2 separate regions of the Mus musculus genome follow, and region 1 is linked to region 2. A link is a contact called in public HiChIP or PLAC-seq data. All regions are on one chromosome and are shown on one strand. Each heading gives the region's core, a stretch centred on a gene start, on an enhancer-like site or on the middle of the called end of the contact. The rest is flanking DNA. Distances are from core to core; before and after follow the strand shown.

The links. HiChIP or PLAC-seq counts read pairs in DNA pulled down with a chosen protein or histone mark.
Region 1: a contact with region 2 is called in a CTCF HiChIP or PLAC-seq map of the NIH/3T3 cell line, with 5 read pairs. The contact joins two enhancer-like sites. A contact is called at or near these places in 1 of 15 datasets of contacts at CTCF or cohesin (the NIH/3T3 cell line), 2 of 484 Hi-C or Micro-C datasets (embryonic fibroblasts and embryonic stem cells) and 1 of 9 other capture datasets (embryonic stem cells).

The regions. Positions count from the first base shown.
Region 1 is chr1:186,443,190-186,448,775 of GRCm38.p6, forward strand. No RefSeq gene overlaps it. Among named protein-coding and RNA genes, the nearest start is that of Gm35341, 38 kb to the left of the region's middle. Within about 2 kb of position 1,697, at least 53 of the 459 cell types and tissues checked have an H3K27ac peak or open chromatin away from gene starts, as enhancers often do. A contact at or near this core is called in the NIH/3T3 cell line, where this site is marked.
Region 2 is chr1:186,159,866-186,164,752 of GRCm38.p6, forward strand. No RefSeq gene overlaps it. Among named protein-coding and RNA genes, the nearest start is that of Gm35201, 24 kb to the left of the region's middle. Within about 2 kb of position 3,561, at least 25 of the 459 cell types and tissues checked have an H3K27ac peak or open chromatin away from gene starts, as enhancers often do. A contact at or near this core is called in the NIH/3T3 cell line, where this site is marked.

The DNA.
Region 1 (5,586 bases), core at 447-2,946, 280 kb after region 2:
GGATGGTGTGCATGTGTGTAGGTGTTGATGCGTGTGCAGGTACACGTAGAAAACAGAGGGCAGCCTTGGGTGTCAGTCTTCAGGAACGAGGCTCCACCACCGCCACCTCTGCTGCCTCTGCCATCACTATTATCAGTGATGTCATTGTCTTCGTGGTTGTTGAGGAGACAGGGTCTCTTACTAGCCTAAGGATCACTAGCCTGGGATGACTGGCTCAGTCCCAGAGATCCTCCTGCCTCTGAGTTCTCAGACCTAGGATCACAAGCTTAAATCACCACAACTGGCTTTAAAGGGGAGGCGGGTCCTGGGGATTCAAGTCAGGCCCTTGTGCTTGCAAAGCAAAACCGTACAGACCGAGCTATCTCCACTGCAGATGAGTGGATCTTTCTCTTGTGTCTTGTTAGAGGACTGGTAGTTTTTCCAAGAGTTCTACAAAGAAGTGGGCACTAAGAAGAAACCAGAGGGGTAGCAAGACAGCTCAGTGGACAAAAGTGCTTCCTGCTGAGATTGATGAGTTCTATCCCTGGGACCTACATGGTAAGAAAGAGCTGTCTCCAGGTGTTGTCCTCCAACTCTACACATATGCCATGGCCCATGTCTCTTCTGCTGAATAAATAAATAACTGTAATATTAAATTTAAGATAAAATGGTATACAAAAGTTTTTGATTGGTTTGTTTCATGTATATGAGTGATTGAATCAGTAGGAACTTAATAAACACTTATATGTGTGTGCTATTTTCCTATCATGTACACTATTAAAACATGTGTATAGCATGATGTCATAAATATGCCTTAGCTAAGCATGTAAATCAGCTATAGCAATCCACTGTGACTAGCCCAATGCAATGACAAGAACAGATGCTGGGAAGACCCAAGGCTAACGGAGGAGGAAGGCTATACAGTGTTGCCTCAGGCTGATGGGAATGTGGGAGCTGCAACAGAACTGCAAGTGAACTATGAAAGATACAGAGAGTAGATTAGACCAAGAGAGAGCAGGGGGGGACAGCATGAGAGGGCAGGAGACACTGCTGAGAATGCAACAAGAGTGACTGAGGAGAGTGTTCTCTGTTGAGATGGGGGAAGATGTGGGCGTACATGTAAAACCAATCAGAATTAAACACAAAAGACACAGCTTGTCAGAGAAACAAAGCTAAGAGACCATCTCAACCCTTTTCCTTGGATACGTTGCTGAATTCCAAAGGAAAACTAAGATGAGACAGGGCTGTGTGTGTGGTTCTATCATATTCAATTTAGAGATAAAGAAAACAACAAGTAAAAATGAAGAGGTTTTCAACTCTGTGAAACAGGGATTGCATTTAGTCCATATTACACAAACAGAAGCGACTTTCAGCTTCTGGTTCTGTACACGTGCTGTATCTGGAGATCAGACTACGGCCAGCTCATTTCTCCCTAGCCTAATAAAATCCGAGTTACCGATAGCACTTTATTTGGCAACATCAGCTTTAGAATAAAAGTACTCGACTTGAAAAGGTTGAACCCTAAAAGTCAAATGTTTCCAACATCTACTTCAAACACATGAGCCGGGGTTTTTAATTGCTGAAGACTTTTGGCTTCTTCATCCCTGAAGCGATTGCAAGAATGCTATTCATGTAGACCACAAGAGGCTTAAGAGCCATGCTCAATGCTGCATCCGCATTCTTGGATCTGCCTGATAACAAGAGAGGCTGTCCAGCTTCTCACTGGCTGCCTAGGTCTCAGGGCTTCTCCCACGGGTGTACAGGCAGCGAGGTGAGTCAGCACACACACACACACACACACACACACACACACACACACACACACACACCCTCCCCCAGAGCTTCTGGAAACATCTACTATTTGAGGAATGAGGAACTTGGGCACATGGGGCATGAGATCAGCTACTTTTAGGGACACAATGGTTATTGGGCTCAGTGAACTCCCAGGATGAGGACAGAGGGTTCCTATGTTGTCTTTGAAATGCTGGCCCCACAGGGATGATTGGAGACACATTTTCCCCATGGCCCTCCAAGGGAAAGAAGACTCACTTGTTTTCCACAGCGCCAGATAGTTTTAGAATGCTGTCCTTCCCAAACAGCTCCCTTCTTTCCAGAAGCCAAATGTGTCCTAAGGTACCAGGTTTCACGTGAGCTTCAGATTATAAAAGCCCCTCTTTAAGAGAGACGTCTGCTCTGCCCTGTTGCTCAGATACTGTGATGGAAATAATCTTGTAGTTAATTGATTGTGTTTAAAGATTTTCAGATTTTCTAAATCATGTCTTTGGGTACAGACCGTGTGTCCTAGGTTTCACACCTTTTCATGCACATGTGAATATCAAGGGGTTCGTCACATCATGAGATGTTCTTGTTAGGAATGAAGGATAATGAAGGAAAGAGAAGGGAAAAAGGGAAGGGCATGATCTGTGGCTGGGATCGGATGTGTGTTTGCATGTGCATGTGTGTGTTCGAGTGCGTGTGGGAGCCAGAGGACAACCTCCAGTGTGCATGTCTTTGCTTGCTATTAACTTCTATTTATTTATTTATCTATCTATCTATCTATCTATCTATCTATCTATCTATCTGTTGTTATTTGAAACAGGTCTTTCACTGACCTAGAACTACACAAGTAGGCCAGGCTTGCTGTTTAGTGAGCCCCAGGAATCTGCCTGTCCCGTCATCCCCCCAGGGCTGAGATTACAAATTCAGGTCAGTCTTGTCCTGCTTGGTGGTTTGCACTGAGAACCAAGTGTGCGATACATGTGCCTATGGAGGCCATTTCTCATTCAATCAACCGCACCCGGAGGATCCCGAGGCACCCCAGACAAACGACTGCCACTGCTCCCGATTTACCACCGTAACTGGATGATAAGGCCCTCTTGCTGAAAAGACAACCAACACTTTGACTACAGAAAAACAGAGAAATCCTCTGGAACCCAGCGTAAGCTCTCTCCCTGCTAGCCAGCTTTCAGAGTGCTGGAAATCACTACCTGGTGGGAAAGAGACATCAATGTTTGCATCCAGCACTGGACGCTGCACGCTACAACCCTTACCTGCTGCTGAGCTAGGCCTGCTGCTGACACAATAGTGGTGGAACTGTTTATGGGAGTAAACAATCACTCTCTTGATCAGATTAGAGACCTGCTCAACAGGAGGGAGTTCATGCCTGAAACTGTGAACATGGTCTATGGGTTTGTGCTGCTCCCATCCTTGGTCAGAGAAACTTTTAATGGCAGTGAGTAGTTGCTAATGCAAATAATTGTTGCTGTTAGAAGTGCTGAGAATAAAAGACTGTGGGCACTCAGCCTGAGAGCAGCATCACTCTACAGGTTCAGGGACCATCCCAGAGGAAAGGATATAAAGAAAGTAAATGTGAGAGGATTGCAGAGGGGAGCTGTGAAAGTCTGTTCTCTGAACACACCATGGCTGGTATACACATGAGCCCAAGCATCTGTGGTTACATGCACAGAATATAGAGAGAAAGAACTGAAGGGGCTGAAGGGTTTGCAGCCCCATAGGAAGAACAACAATATGAACCAACCAGTACCCCCAGAGCTCCCTGGGACTGAACCACCAACCAGGGTACACGTGGAGGGACCCATGACTCCAGCCACATATATAGCAGAGGATGGCCTTGTCCAGCATCAATGGGAGGAGAGGCCCTTGGTCCTGTGAAGGCTTGATAGATGCCCCAGGGCGGGGAGGTGGGGGTGGGAGGGTTGGTGAGCAGGGGGAGGAGGAATGGGTGTTTTTCAGAGGGGAAACCAGTAAAAGGGATAACATTTGAAATGTAAATAAAGAAAATATCTAATAAAAATTTCAAAAAAATAAAGACCATCAAATGAGTATAGCACAGGGAGAGAGGGGGCTCGGAGGCCCCGTCTGAGGAGCTGTTAATGACTGATGGCTAGGAGAGTCACTTTTTATTGAAAGTATGGCCTCTGGTAAGTTGCCCCTGTGGATGGCCCCATATCCATCTGCAAGTCTTCTCACCAACTGAAGTCAATAGCCAAATAATCAAATAAAGGAGGACATAAAGTCAGGACAGAGATGTGATAAGAGGCTTCTGGGAGTGTAGAAGCAGGATGTGGGGTGTAGGTTTGATCAAGACACATTTATACACGTATGAGATTTTCAAAGAGCAAATAAAAAAAAATGTCCTGGAGAAAAAGAAACTAATACTTCCCAGTGAAACCAGTTTCAAGCATTTCCTTAGTTTTTAGTCTTCTGGTTTTATGAGCTTTAAGCTTTTCTCAGCCAATTGTTCTTCTTGGTGTGATTCTGTGTTTACTGATATGTTTGAATGACGCTTAAGGTGTGTAACTGCCCAAGTCATTTTGGGCTTCTCTAATGAGATAGCAAGAAACAGATGGTTGTAAGCAGAAGAAATGTCTTCCCCAGAGTTGAGGAGGGTTGGAAGTCTAAGATCAGGGTGCTGGTACATTCCTCTCTGTGGAGGGGCTGCCTCCAGTTCACTGGTGGCCATCATCTCTGTCCTCACAGAGAGATTCCTGAGTTTTCTTCTACATGGCTCTGAGCCCACTGGTGAGGGCTTGTCTCTTGTCACCTCCCTCATGTCACCTGGTCAATGTCCAAGTCCTCCCTCCAAGTACCATGCCACTAGGATCAGCTAGAGGGAGGTTCGGCATTCAGTCCTTAGCTAGCAGTGACTATGTTTATTACCCAACTGTCCTCCCTGCAAACACACAGAAGCAGGAAGATCAAGCTTTGAGTCAAACCTGTACAAACAAATGCTTTGCCCAGAGCCAAGGTGTTAGCAAAGAAAGGAAAGAACTGGCAGAATTCTAGCAGCACAGAAATGGTCGGAAGTCAGTAGTGATCACTTGTCCTGCTCTGTCTGGTGGGGATGGCAGGGAGCCGTGGCTTTCTTTAAATGGATTTGGCTGGATTGCATCAAGAGATCAAAGCCATGAAGAAAAGCAAGGGAGGAAAGAAAGGGGGAGAAGCAAAGGAAGGGAAGGGAAGGAAGGGGAGGGGAGGAGAAGGGAAAAGAGGGAAAGAGAACAGAAGAGAGGGGAGGGGAGGAGAGAAAAGGAAAGGTGGGAGAGAAGAAGGGAGGGGAGGGGAGGGGAGGAAAGGAGGGGACAGGGGAGGGGACAGGGGAGGGGACAGGGGAGGGGAGGGGACAGGGAAGGAGAGGAGAGCAGAGGAGAGGAGAGGAGAGGAGAGGGGAGGGGAGGGGAGGGGAGGGGAGAGGAGGGGAGGGGAGAGGAGAGGAGGGGAGGGGAGGGGAGGGGAGGGGAGGGGAGGGGAGAGGAGAGGAGAGGAGAGGAGAGGAGAGGAGAGGAGAGGAGAGGAGGGGAGGGGAGAGGAGAGGAGAGGAGAGGGGGGACAGGGGAGGGGAGGGGAGAAGAGAAGAGAGGGGAGAGGAGAAGAGAGGGGAGAGGAGAAGAGGGGAGAGGGGAGGAGAGGAGAGCAGAGGAGAGCAGAAGAGAGGAGAGGGGACAGGAGGGGAGGGGAGGGGAGGGGAGGAGAGGGGGAGGGGAGAGGAGAAGAGAGGGGAAGAGAGAAGAGGGGAGAGGGGAGGAGAGAAGAGGGGAGAGGATGGGAGGGGAAGGAAGGAGAGAAGGGGAGGGGGGAAGGGAAGAA
Region 2 (4,887 bases), core at 2,311-4,810:
GCTCAGATCTCTGTCCAGCAGTGAAGGTTCAGAATGCATTATGGCATTTGTTAGAACTTGATAGGATGCTACAGTTGTATTCCAGTATACTCACCTTCAGACCAATGATAGAATTTTAGTAGTAAAAAGAGAAGAGAAACAAGAAATGGAGTCCCTGGCATAATGATGGAGATTTAACAAATAAAAGTTCCAGAGGTCACCAAGAAGGCTGAATTTTGGTGGCTACTGAAGGGAAATCCAGTGTAAGAAAAAAAATCTTCAATATTCCATGATCAAAGTTCCCTGGAACCAGCTTAGATCCAGATCAAGGTTAACAAAAATCAATGGATCCCAGCTAACAGCCTCCTATGCTTTCCCCTACCCAAACTCTGCTAGGCTAGTCACCACCTCAATCTGATAGTCTCCGTATAGTTCTGCCACCGAAACTAGTAATGTACAGTAGAATATGCCTAATATCCAAGATTGTCCAACAACCTCCAGATATGACAAGGTCAACCCATGCTCAGTTTTTATGCCAAAAAGACAAGTGTAAGGGAAGAGAGAAGACCTAGGTGATGATTCACTCAGGGCTGTGAATACTGCTCTCTGTCTTAGTCAGTAAGCTTGCCACTCTGGGCTGGGACCTGACTGCAAAGTCCTAGATAAACTGCTTCCCTCATGCTGCCGGACCCCCCAGTGCTCTCAGTGCATAGTGATGAGCCATTATTCAATATCTGGGATGTCATAAGTTACTAGTCTTAGGGTACCAAGACTTTCTTTAGGCCACACTCTTCTCATCAATCTCAAAGGGAGCTGACAGAATCCATTTCAGACTCTGGTAGGGTTAACTGACTCCTAAAATTACTGCTTTAGGGTCTAACTGCACTGAAAACGCCATGACCAAGAAGAATTTAATAGGTTATTTTGATTTATCGTTTCAGAAGAGTCTATAAAGGCAGAGAATGCCAGGCAGCAGATATGTAGAGTGGGAAGCAGGAGATCACATCTGTATCCACACCCATGAAAAAGAAAGGAAACTACAAGGGGGGATGAGATATTAAACTCTCAAACCCTTACCGCAGCGAGATACTTCCTGCAGCAAGGCTCTACCTCCTGAAGTCTCTACAGCTTCACAAACAGTGTCACCAATTGAGAACACCACACCCAAATATCTGAGCCTGTAGGAGATATTCTTTATTCACACCACCATGAGATCCATGGCTTTTGTAAGTCAGTGACACACAGTGGAATAGATTTACATAGAGAGAAACTAATGGTTCTTATCCCTGCCTTCTCTGCATTGCCGGAGACAGAGCTCAGTCAGTACATTTCTGAAGCCTCCTTGTTTTGGCATAGACATCCCCTTCCCTAGGTGGACCAGTAGGGAGTGAGATTCTGAGCGTCATTCCAGGAGAAAAGCCTAATTCTAAACTCATCCTCAATGAGCTGTCAATCACCTGCATCCCTTAAAGCAACTGCTCTGTTCTCCAGCAGGTTCAGTGGACTCTCTTATCACTGGGAAGAGGAGTGTACCTGATAACAGCTTTTACTGGACTTATCATGGTAGCAGTTAGTAGGAGCTGGAGAAAACAGAAATTGTGTAATATCCAGAGTTGGGTATGACAGGAAAAAGTTTTTGAGAGGAAAGTGGGTTCCAGCTGGTTTGGATTGGGATCATATTCATTCAGTCTTGTGGAAGCTACAGGATAATTTAGTTACCTGAATGTATGTTTCTTTTATTAATTTTAAATAAAATATTATCCCAGTGTGACTTAGACGATAAATACTGAAAACATTTTATCATAATAGATATATTCTAACTTTAGTATCTTTTAAAATTCACAGCCAATAGTTTAAATATTCAGAACAAGCAAAAATTTAATTTTTACTCAATCGTTTTATCTTGACAATCAGAAGATTGATCCTGAAAATATTTTATTATAGACATATTGGCATTGCTACATTTTAAAATTCACAGGCAGTATTTTAAATATTCAGAAGAGGCAATAATTAAATTTTAACTATATTATCTTATCCCAACCAGGTGTGGAAAGGCTTTTTGGATCATAATAATAGTAATAAACTTATCTGAGGGTCTCAACGACAGTTTACAGATCTCTTCCATTTAATTTAACATTAAGTGCTTATTTTATGTGAAAGATATTGTCTGAGGCCTCTGACCCAACATAAAACAAAATGAAATAACTAAATCCTACCGTAGATGATGATTCTTTACGGAGAAGAGTCTGCAGTCCTAGAGAGGAGGTACACCTGCTGAGTGCTGAGGTCAAGGCCCTGCTAGAGCTTGGGACCTATGGTGGTTTGAACAGGAAATGTGCCCCGCCCCGGATCATGGTTGGAACACTTGCTCTGTAGTGGGTGGCCTGTTTGGGGGCAGCTGTAGAACCTTTAGAAAATGGGGGCTTGCTGGAAGAAGTAGGCCTCTGAAGTGTGGATCTTCTGTGTGACATCCCTCCTTACTGTTGAGCTGATCTTTCTCCCTGCTTCGTGATTGCAGAGACAATGTGAGAACCTTACTGTCACTACCACAGGGCCTTTGTGCCTCTGCTGTCATGAATGACTGTGTCCCTCCAATGACTAGCCAGAACAACCGTCTTCCCTCCCAGACAGCATTGTCAACGTGTCAGACAGCGACAACACAGCTAATGTTGCAAGCAATGCACTTTTCACCTTTGGCCAAACACCGTATTGCAAATGCTGCATCTTGGCTTCTACCTCCAGAGGTTCTATTGTATGGCTCTGAGAAGTGTGGTTTCTGTACCATGGTCTTAAAGATACTCATTGCTCATTCCAATGTACGCCCAGGTCAAAGTCAAGGTTCATAGTTCCTAGACATGGTAACTAAGAGAAATCAGGGGGTAGATAAAGTAGGTATCACACCTTTCTAATCATTCATTCATGCATCCATCCATGCATCCACCCATGCATCCATCCATGCATCCACCCATACATCCATCCATGCATCCATGCATCTGTCCAACACATATTCTATTCACTTTACTGTTTAGTGGAGTAATGGAGCTAAGTCAAATAAAGGATAAAACTATAATGGAGCTTTCTCTCCTACGTCTTTTCATCACACAAATAATGCCACTGCTTTGATCTCATTTGATTTTCTCAATAGCACTGTATGGGATGACTGAAAACTAGAGGGGCCATTTTTTTTTCCAGGAAGCTGATCATTAGGTTGCTCTGAGTGTGAGGGAGTTCTGCTACCAAGACTTCACTCTGCAGATTCGGCTCTTTTCCAGTAGCTGTTCTTATTCTTGGGAGAAGTCAAGAAATGCAAAATTCCTTGGATTTGAGCCGAGAGAGAGAGAAAGAAAGAAAGAGAGAGAGAGAGAGAGAGAGAGAGAGAGAGAGAGAGAGAGAGAGAGAGAGATCTGGAAAAAGAATGATGTAAGGCTGTATACTCGGGTGGAGGTCAAAGGAAAATCTGGGGAGTCAGTGGCCAAAAAGCAAGCAAAAGGAGTTGACGGGCCTTGCTACCATGACTCCGCAATAACAGTGAGCACTTGGGAAAATCAGCAGGTCATGCTGAAAACAACACGTTCTGAGAAACGATGACAGCTCCACTGATTTGCAACTTGGATGGAGATTGCGAAAATGAACAAAGGAGGCTGCTGCAAGGGAATGATGCGCAGGGGGAAGCTTCTTAAGATGCACACGCAGGCCTGGCGCATCGCACCGAAGGGCGAGCTCTGCTTTAAGAGTAAACAAAGGAACCTGAGACCCAGCTGTCAGTTGTGTGCTCTTTGCACAGATCATTTAAACTTTGCGTTTATGAGTGGAAGGATATTGCTGCTCAATAGGGTGTAGATTAGCTTAGTTTTGTAAAGCTTGTTTGTGTCATAAAATAATCAGGCTCCTTAAAAAAAAAAAAAAGTCAGGGCTGCAGAGTCATGCTCCATCATTCATCCAGGCAGAACCCAACTTAAAATCAGAAACATATGTGGAGGGAGGAGCCATGACTGCACTTTTAGTTGTTCCCCCCCCTCGTGAGTTCCTATGGAAAGGAATGCAATGATAAAATTGATGCAAACATACACCCCAGGAATATATAATAATTTGTAGGATATAATTATTTTCTCTAAGTCTTTTATGTAACTACTATAACAAGGTGATAATGGAAGCTAGGAACTCTCTTCTTATCTGAGGAAGTTATTTAATGTGGGTTAAAGCCATGGCCGTGCTTCTCTAGCTCCTCCTGTATCATCCCTGTCCTCAAACCCAAGAAGGAGGTGAGCCATTACAACGTGGATCATGTCTGGAAGAAGCTTGCTTCCCATTTTATTTTCCTGAATTTAATATTTAATTTAATAACTTATATGTCTGTCTGTCTGTCTGCCTGTGCACTTCCTTCCACATGTGTATACTAAATGCCATGGTGCCCTCAGAGGGCAGAAGGGGGTGTTGGAAACCCTGTAGCTAGAGTTACAGGCATTTGTGAGTCATTGTGTGGGTGGGTGCTGAGACCAAACTCAAGTCCTCTACAGCAACTGCTGCACCATCTCTACAGCCCCACGTAAACTTTCTTAATGGATGCTTATCTGGAAAAGCTTTCAAATTCTACTTGTCCTGTGTCTATTTTCTTTGTGTCTATTTTCTTTGTGAAAGGTAGCAGAAGATTGTTACCTACTTGGGGTAAGAAATTCTTGTTCATATATTTTATTTGCAAATAGTTTCTCCTAGTGTATGACTTATGTTTTTACACACGAATACCCCTTGAGAAGTATAAATTCTAATTTTTGGTAAGTGTGTATATTATTTGTATTTTATAAATTAAGCTTTGGATACCAAAGTTGAGAAATGGCCTGTGGCTTTGTCCTCATGGGAGCGGGGCTGTTGAGGATTGGTGAGTTTGGGTTGCAAGGGATCGATGAAGAG